Regions from separate parts of the Oryctolagus cuniculus genome. Here all the other regions are linked to region 2. A link is a contact called in public Micro-C data. All regions are on one chromosome and are shown on one strand. Each heading gives the region's core, a stretch centred on a gene start, on an enhancer-like site or on the middle of the called end of the contact. The rest is flanking DNA. Distances are from core to core; before and after follow the strand shown. Region 1 overlaps GNG12 (G protein subunit gamma 12). Region 2 holds the start of GADD45A (growth arrest and DNA damage inducible alpha). Region 3 overlaps LOC138850416 (a long non-coding RNA gene).

Region 1 (2,700 bases), core at 83-2,582, 79 kb after region 2:
CAGAGAGAGAAAGAGTGATATCGATCTTCTACCAGCTGGTTTATTCCCCCAATGGCTGCAACGGCTGGAGCTGCGCTGACCCAAAGCCAGGAGCCAGGAGCTGCTTTTAGGTCTTCCACATGGGTGTGGGGGCCAAGGACTTGGGCCATCTTCTGCTGCTTTCCCAGGCACATTAGCAGGAAGCTGGATTGGTGGAACAGCAGGAGCCCATATGCGGTGGCTTTACTTGCTATGCCACAGTGCCGGTGCCAGGTCTCTTCCTTCTTAAAGAGAGACAGATATCACAGGCCCTGGCACAGGCATGTGAGGGTGGGTGCCTGCAACCCTTCTGTAGCTAGGAGGAGATCTTGCTGAGTCAGGGATTGCCATCATGCACGGAAAGAATGTGACGTTGTTGTTGAACCGCTGAATTAGAAAGCTGGAGACAGACTGCACGGGAACATCCTTTCATGTGAGACGACAAGCCCCCTTCTGGATTAGGCCGTTCTGAACTGGGTTTTCTGTTACCTGGAGCTCACACGAGCAGAGACTCAGGCAGTGCCTATTTTGTCGTCGAGTGGCTTAGATCCAAGTCTTGCCTCTTGTAGATGGTGGGCTTGTTGAGGACAGGGCTTGCAACTGATATATGCTCCTATCTCCCTAAAGCTCACCCCGTGAAGGAAGAGCTACCACGGCCTTCTGGCCTCACACTGTCAGGTCCCTCAGCCCTGATTATGGGACTCCTTCAGCGGTTTCATTTGTTTCTTTCTTTTCAAAAGATGTTCAACATAGAAAGAAACATGAACAAAATAAAAAAGCTCTATTGTCCACTTTAGGAAGCAAAAGCCACCTTTCCACCCTTATGCAACTCATGGTGCTGGGCACCTATTTTGTGCAAAGTGGATACTCCAAATGTTTGCTAAGTGAATAATTTAATTTGCCTCTGATGAGTCAAGAGCACTTAAGAGTTTTATAATGCCCTAGGGTCATAACAACGAACAGCAATTATCAACACATTGTGCTAAATATATCCCGGTCCTAGAACATCACTAGTGGTAAGTTTTTGTTTGTTCATATTGATAACCACCAAGACACTAAAACTTTAAAAATAGAACAAGTAGAGTTTGGTGTTGCGCAGTGAGATGCAAACCAAGTCTGAGTAGCATAGGTACACTCTGGATGCACACTCAACACCCTCCGTTCATGCCGGGCCCTGGGCTACAACCACAAGTAAAGAGCTATCCACTGTTCGCCAGGGCTTAGAACCTGGGGGCTAGGGGAAGAAGGACACACAACTACGAGACACTATGCTCAATGCTGTGTGCAGGGAAGGCACAGGCTATAGCAGGGATGCCAAGGCCAGACTCGATGCAACAGGCACGCCTCCCAAAGGAGTATCTACTCTGCATCTGAACACAAAGGGAAGCTCACCAAAGAGGGACACGGACAGACTTAAAAAGGACGGACTCATGATCCGGCGTGTAGTTTAGAAAAAGCCCTCCTGGCTACATCACGGGGGAGACAGCAGGCTGAGGGCAGGGAGAGCGGGGAGGTGGGGAGGTAGGGAGGCGGGGAGGCGGGGAGGCGGCTGCCCCAGCAAGGAGGCAGAAGCCCCGCAGCTTCTCAGGCTCACAGCAGGCTGATGACATCCACAGGGCCCCCAGGAGCTGAGGGGAGTGGCTCTGGGCTCTGGGTGCAAGAGGAGGAGTAGGTTTGAGCTGGAGGCCACATGGCAGGACAGTAACTTGAAACTTATGTTTGACACACCTGGTTGGCACTGGAGGCCGGATCCTTGCAAAGCAGCAGAGTAGCACTTGCTGAAGGTGGTGTGAGTATGAGTATGTGTGTGGTATGCGTGCACATGTGAGATGCGAGCCTCTGCCTCCTCATTCACCCCCTCCCACAGTCAGAAGACCACACGGATGGCTCTGGTCCCAGCACGGCTACCATGTGTCCCAGCTCAAGTGGCCATGCCTCTGCGGTCCTTAGTCTTCCCGGGAACTAAGTCTCATGAAGAGGCCGGCCTCACAGTCACTCAGGTCAGTCAACCAGGCACTGCAGAGATCAGCTGCACTCCAAGATTACAGATGTGTGTTCTACCCCAGGTGCCCAGGTAGGGCCTGGGCAGTCCACAACCTGCAGTCACATGCATCAGCCACCGGACTACAGAAGGACTTTTCTAAGCAAGCCATTGGGAGAAAACAGGTTAGGCACCCTGCTCTGGATGGGAGACAATCCATGGGAGCCCAGAATCTCCTCTGGCCTGTCACTCACACGTGCACCAGCTCTCTGATGACAAGGCAAACGCTGACCCACTTCTGACTGCACATTAGGACGGCAAGCAAGCCCTGCATGGCTGCACAGTGGCAAGCAGGGCTGGGGGGCAATGCTATGGGAAACTTTCTACGCGGACACTCAACCCTCCTGCCTTGGGTGTACCTTGCTCGAAACTCCCCCTGTCTCCCTGGACCAGCATGGTCTGGTTACAGTGGGTGAAGGCCTGTATGGAGAGGGGCCAAGTTCAGCAGGACTCGCATTGCTCTCCCTGATGTACTGGTCCTCACAGCCCCTGAGAAGCAGCGCAGTGCTGTAGAGTTCTGAGAACGCTGGTGACGGCACAGTTCATTTACTTATCCAGAAAACACAGCAGTGGCCAGGTCACAGGGCCAAGGACGAAGTTTTAGTCTGGTTTCTTTGTGGCTTCCTACTGCAGTGACATTA
Region 2 (2,700 bases), core at 98-2,597:
CTTGCACTGACCACCACCGTTCCTTTACTCCTTTGCATTCCTTTCATTGTCCCTTACTGACAACACCATCAGGGATCCAATGCAAAATGGCAGTGCCAATTAAGGAACCAAAATCCCACCTATCACTTTTTCTATTAAATTAAGAGAGCTGGAGAATAATTTGTGCAGAATGATACAAATAAAAGGGTACAGAACTCCCAGGGACCCTTGCAAAAATTTACTTCTGTGACCTTCGACTGTAGAGTGACCTTAATAATGTAAGCACTCTTTTGAACGCAAGCATTTGGAAGGCATTTCCACCAGGTTGGGTGACTTCAGTAAATTTAAGAACTGTTTTTGCATTTATTGCACAAACTCAAAAAACAAAGAAAGGGATTTTTGAACTGTTCAGTGAAAGCCTACACATTAAAGTTTGTTTTCCAGAAGTGTGCAGTTAGAAAAGTCTGCTTTCCACCTCCAAGTTGCCATTATCCCAAAGGTGAGATTGTAGCATATGACTAAAATGACCTATAGCTACAGCTTCATGATTCAGCATCTAACATCAATAATTCACGGTGAGATCATAGGCTGCCTGGGGAAGGTAGGGACACACTCACTTGCTTTATGAAGGGAAGCCGAGGGCACACGGAGACAGAATTTTGAATTTAGACTGGCAGCTCGCGTGGGCGTGGGATGCGTGTCTCCCGCGCCGGGTGTCAGTGCAGAAGGCGCCTTCTCTGCGAGGGGCTCTTTGAGAAAGGTGACCGTGGGCTGTCAGGCAGCGACTCACACATGTGGTCACCAGCTCCCCACAGATCCCAACCAGCCCTGGAGTTCCACAGTCCCACTGGGCGGGTTCGGTAGCCTCTCTGCTTTCTGCGGGAAAAGACGCCAGCTTGGTTCTCTGCCATCCCTGAACACAAATGTGTTGGTTTTTCTTTATTGAGCTTCCAACCCTTGTAACCTTCTAAAAATAAATCAAACCAGCCAACAGGGCACCGAAATACTACTAGGACTAATAAGCAGCTTCGCCTAGCTAGCCTTTGATAAACAACACTGCTGAGGTAAACTTTGCCCTACAGGTTTGGACACACTATTTTCTTTTTTTAAATGTAACCAGCTTAGTAATAATTACCGCACTTGGGTGCATTAACCCTGAAAACAAAAGACATGAAACGATAATTTAAATATGTGCACCAACTAGAAAAACACTCAGCAAACCGGCCTCAGCCTCCCGCCGCGACAAAGCCCTCGGCCCGCCCCCGCCCCACCAACCGCGGAACAGCCAGCTCGCGGCCCCGCCCACCTGCGCCCCGACCGCCCCAGTCCCCTACGCTCGCCTCCCGCGTGACTCCGCCCCCTTCCGCTCCTAATAGCCTGGTTCCAGGAGCCGGGTTCGGATTGCCCAAACCAGGCTGATTGCATAGCCCAATGGTCGTGCCGTATGCAAATAAGGCACGAAGTGGTTGGCTGGGGGCTGGTCGGATAACCCCGGGGCCCTTTGTCCTGCAGTGGCTGTGTGGCAGCTTGCGGTCGTGGTGTCGCGGTCCTCGGCGAAACCAGGGGCCGAGAGCCGGCGGGCGGGAGCAGAGGACGGCGCGGTGGCTGCAGGCGCTGGAGGTGGAGCCCGGACGGAAGAGGGGCGGCCGGACTGCACCAGAGCCTGGGAGCGAGTACGGGGAGCAGGCGCCCGCGCGCCCACGGTGGCAGGAGCCGCCCGCACGCCGCGCGCTCTCTCTGTGAGGGACCTGCAGTTGCAATATGACTTTGGAGGAATTCTCGGCTGGAGAGCAGAAGACCGAAAGGTAAGTCGGCTGCTGGCGTCTGCGACCTGAACTCCTCGCGCCCTGCCCGCGCAGCTCCCTGCACCCGGATTGCGGAGAGTGGAGGGGCGAGCGGGCGGCAAAGTTTGCACAGGGCACCTCCAGCCCTCGCTCCCTCAGGGACCCTCAAGGCGCGTGCCCCCAGCCCGGCCGCCGCTCCCAGAGACTTTGGCAGAGGGCAGCTGTCTGGGGGCAGTGTCCTCCGGGGAGGGTGGCGGGAAGCACTGTCGGGGCTCCTCACCGGACACCCCAGCTTCTGGGCGTGCCGAGGGTCAAGGAGGGGGGTGGGGGTGACGGGGCGGGAGACCCTGGGTTTGCAGAAAGCCGGGGTGCTTGGCGGCACTTGCACTCGTCGAGGCTCGCGGTGCGGGGCCAGGGGCCCGCGGCGGCTCCGAGGTCACGGACTGACGTGCCCCCTCGCCTTTGCCCGCGTGTAGGATGGACAAGGTGGGGGATGCCCTGGAGGAGGTGCTGAGCAAAGCCCTGAGTCAGCGCACCATCACCGTCGGTGTGTACGAGGCGGCCAAGCTGCTCAACGTGTAAGTGGGGCCCCCGCTGTCCCCTGGTGCCCCTGGCCGCCCCAGCCCGCCGGGGTCGCGCTCCCGGGCGCTCCCCTCGCCCTGCGGCGCCGCTTCCGGCCGCCTTCCATCTGTCCCCGAGGCTGCCTTGCGACGAGCGGCGGGTGGTGAGGGGTGGGGGGCAGACCCCGGGGACCCGAGCGGGAGTGTCAGGCGCCCACGCGGGCCGGTGGCGCCCGTGTGCTCACCGGCCCCGCGCGCTGCCCGCAGGGACCCGGATAACGTGGTGCTGTGCCTGCTGGCGGCGGACGAGGACGACGACAGGGATGTGGCGCTGCAGATCCACTTCACCCTGATCCAGGCGTTCTGTTGCGAGAACG
Region 3 (2,700 bases), core at 8-2,507, 68 kb before region 2:
GGAGCCAAGATGACTATCAAGCTACACTTGTGGATAAGTTTGGTCCAGAACAGGAAGAAATAAAAAATGTTGTAAATTAATTTTTAAAATGACCATATCATTTAAAAACTGATTCCCTTTATCTGCCATCCCTAATCAGCAACACAAGGGGCTGGTCAGGTGCTCCCTTTTCTGTGGATTACACAGTGCCTAGAATCTGGGGTCCACCCTGCGCTCACACTTGTCAGTAAGGGGTTTTGAGTAAACGCCTAGAGGCAGAACTTCCCTTTTTAGGTTGGACTTTGCTGGAAGCTGCACAGTCCCCCCACACACACCACGAGGTTATTCGCTCCTCCATACCCCGTGTATGCGTGACTTGTGCCTCTACTGTTAGCTGAGCCATGTTACTAACATACTGTCAGCCAGCACTGTGGGTATGGCGCTGGTCTGTCTTCTAGACCAGCTGTTATCCCTTGAGTAGAGAGATGGGGGGGAGGGGGTTCCGGAGGAGGGGCTGGGTGGCAAGGGGTTCCTTAGGGGCTCAGGGGCTCCTTGGAGACTCTGATTCAATGTCTGTCTTCCCCAGCAGACCATGAGCAGCTGATGGTAGGAACCCCGTTTTCCTCAGCTTCCTTTCTTGATCACCCAACACAGGGTCAGCCCACAGTAGGTGCTTAGTAAACATTTGTTGTGCAAAACAGAACTTCACCCACACACTTAGACAGCTGATATTTATTGAGGCCCCACCCCGAGTTAGGCTCTGTGCTAGGCAATCTGGGGTGCATAAAGAGAATTCAGAATGGACTTTTACCTTGGAGGAGTTTTCAAGCTACTTAGCAGACTGGGATAGAAACTGTCTTATTCATCCGGCTTCCCAGTGACCGGCACACAGCAGACAGTCATGTAAACATGTGTTGATGAACTGTAACTTCACGTGTCTGGGCTGGAAGAGTTGCTTCAGACTGGTCACTCACTCATCGTCTCCCAGCCGAATCTGCCAGCCCAGCAAACTCCGTCCCCCAGGACGACTCCCAGGGAGCCCACAAGCTGTCGCGGTTAGCCAGGCACAAAGGCAGCGGGGAAAACAACGCCTGGCTTTTCATCCGGGGCTTTCTAAAGAAACAGAGGTGTTACCATAAGGTCACCGTTGTCCCAGTCAGATCATCTTTTCAAAGGAATTGCAGGGTTGAGAGCCAACGGTGACCACATACACCTTTGCAGTAATCACAACCAGTGTTCTCGACGCTGGAAGCAAAATCGCGTAAACAAGGTTGTGCTGTGGACTTCCGTGACCCAGACTTTCAGGAAGGAGCTGACACACTGCCCAGACTCGCGCTCACCCACATAGCTCAGAAGCCAAACAAACTGAGAAGCTCGTGTTTTCCCAGCTGTGTGATGCACTCGCTTCACCAAGAGAGCTGCCAGAAAACAAGGAAAAGAAAAAATAAATTAAAAAAAAAAAAAAAAAAACCACCACGCCGGGTTCAGACCAGGCGAGGAAAGAATTGCTTTGGCTGGTCTTTGTTTTGTATTTTCATGAAGTCTCAAGAAATATAAAAATGGAGGAAGTTAGATCTATGGCTTTTAGTTACTGAAAAGAAAACAACATTTTTTTATCTTTGAGCGATCTGGCCATGTTCTCACGTCAGTGACTTTCTACTTTACAATCTCCAAATCCCTTGGTCTCGCGTCCAGGTCTTTCACAACTTGTTTAAAATAACCTTTCTTGCCACATCTGCCCCATTTCCCCCCACTCGGTGCTTTTCTTGAGTCTTGTCGGGCTCCCATTGTCTTAAAGACTTTATGTGCTTTCTTGCCTGCGTGCTTTGGTCCACGCTCTTCCTTAAGAAAAACTCCAGGTCTCCCAAGGTCAGTTCAGAGAGCTGTTTCTCACTGCTATTCACCCCAATAGCGCAAGCAACTGCTCCTGCGTCTGTCTCCCCCATAGGATCACGTTACGTAGAAGTCATTCCCCAGCATTCATTGTCTTTGCACTTTGCACCAGATACTGTGCGAGGCACTGGTGAGACAGGTGTGACAGTCCCTATCTAGCGGGGAACTCAGGCAAGTAGATCAAGTGTAACCAGGCCAAACTGTAAGGTTTTAGGAAAAGGTAAGTGCAAGGTGCTGTGGGAGATTAGCGGAGGATCATATCCCTCAGTCTGATTGGCAGGAGAGTGTCTGGAAGGCTTCCTGGAGGAAGTAGCACCAGAACAGCCTACAGGAAAAGAAGCTGTGTTCATCTCATTCTTGGCAGAGCACTCCTTGAGGGAAGAGGTCAATCATATTGAATGAGGTTATTTATTCTACCCATGTTTACGGAGCTCTTTGCTAGGAGACAGGTACTCCCAGGAACTGCTTGGGGACTGTGGAGTAGCAGTGTCTAGCGGAGAAGTACAGTAGGAAAATATAGAGGAAATCAAGCATGAGTCCCAGGATTCTGGATTAGGGTTGCCTTGTACAGGGGTGCAGGTTGTGGACTCACACCAAGCCAGGCAGGGAAGAAGGAGGGATAAGTTCAACAGGGAAGAATCTTGCTTTTGGTAGCACAGCAACCAACACTTTATATGTTGCTTTGGAATGAACTGGAATTGAGCGAATTTGTTCCTTGTGTTGTTTTTCTTAAGAGTGGGTCTTTTGTTCTTCTTGAGTGAGGCAGGAGATCCACTTTCCTGCTATAATCACTTAACTCCTTTATTTTCAGATGTCAAAAATCCCTAC

Evidence for each region. A called contact is a pair of places that touch in the nucleus more often than the background predicts.
Region 1: a contact with region 2 is called in a Micro-C map of ear pinna, with 4 times the contacts expected there. The contact joins the enhancer-like site here to the promoter of GADD45A in region 2. A contact is called at or near these places in 5 of 6 Hi-C or Micro-C datasets (ear pinna, embryonic fibroblasts, psoas muscle and 2 more).
Region 3: a Micro-C map of ear pinna shows a contact between it and region 2, with 6 times the contacts expected there. The contact joins the enhancer-like site here to the promoter of GADD45A in region 2. A contact is called at or near these places in 3 of 6 Hi-C or Micro-C datasets (ear pinna, liver and psoas muscle).

What each region holds. Positions count from the first base shown.
Region 1 is chr7:104,808,018-104,810,717 of mOryCun1.1, reverse strand. The region is part of intron 2 of GNG12 (G protein subunit gamma 12); the gene reads right to left. Among named protein-coding and RNA genes, the nearest start is that of GADD45A, 79 kb to the left of the region's middle. Within about 2 kb of position 1,332, at least 1 of the 8 cell types and tissues checked has an H3K27ac peak or open chromatin away from gene starts, as enhancers often do. A contact at or near this core is called in ear pinna, where this site is marked.
Region 2 is chr7:104,887,265-104,889,964 of mOryCun1.1, reverse strand. It overlaps GADD45A (growth arrest and DNA damage inducible alpha), which reads left to right and starts at 1,347. Exons shown (of 4, transcript XM_002715933.5): 1 at 1,347-1,784; 2 at 2,240-2,341; 3 at 2,591-2,700. The coding sequence starts at 1,741. LOC138850416 (a long non-coding RNA gene) reads right to left here and starts at 968. Exons shown (of 2, transcript XR_011390154.1): 1 at 597-968.
Region 3 is chr7:104,954,803-104,957,502 of mOryCun1.1, reverse strand. LOC138850416 (a long non-coding RNA gene) reads right to left here. Exons shown (of 2, transcript XR_011390154.1): 2 at 697-1,397. Among named protein-coding and RNA genes, the nearest start is that of GADD45A, 68 kb to the right of the region's middle. Within about 2 kb of position 1,257, at least 6 of the 8 cell types and tissues checked have an H3K27ac peak or open chromatin away from gene starts, as enhancers often do. A contact at or near this core is called in ear pinna, where this site is marked.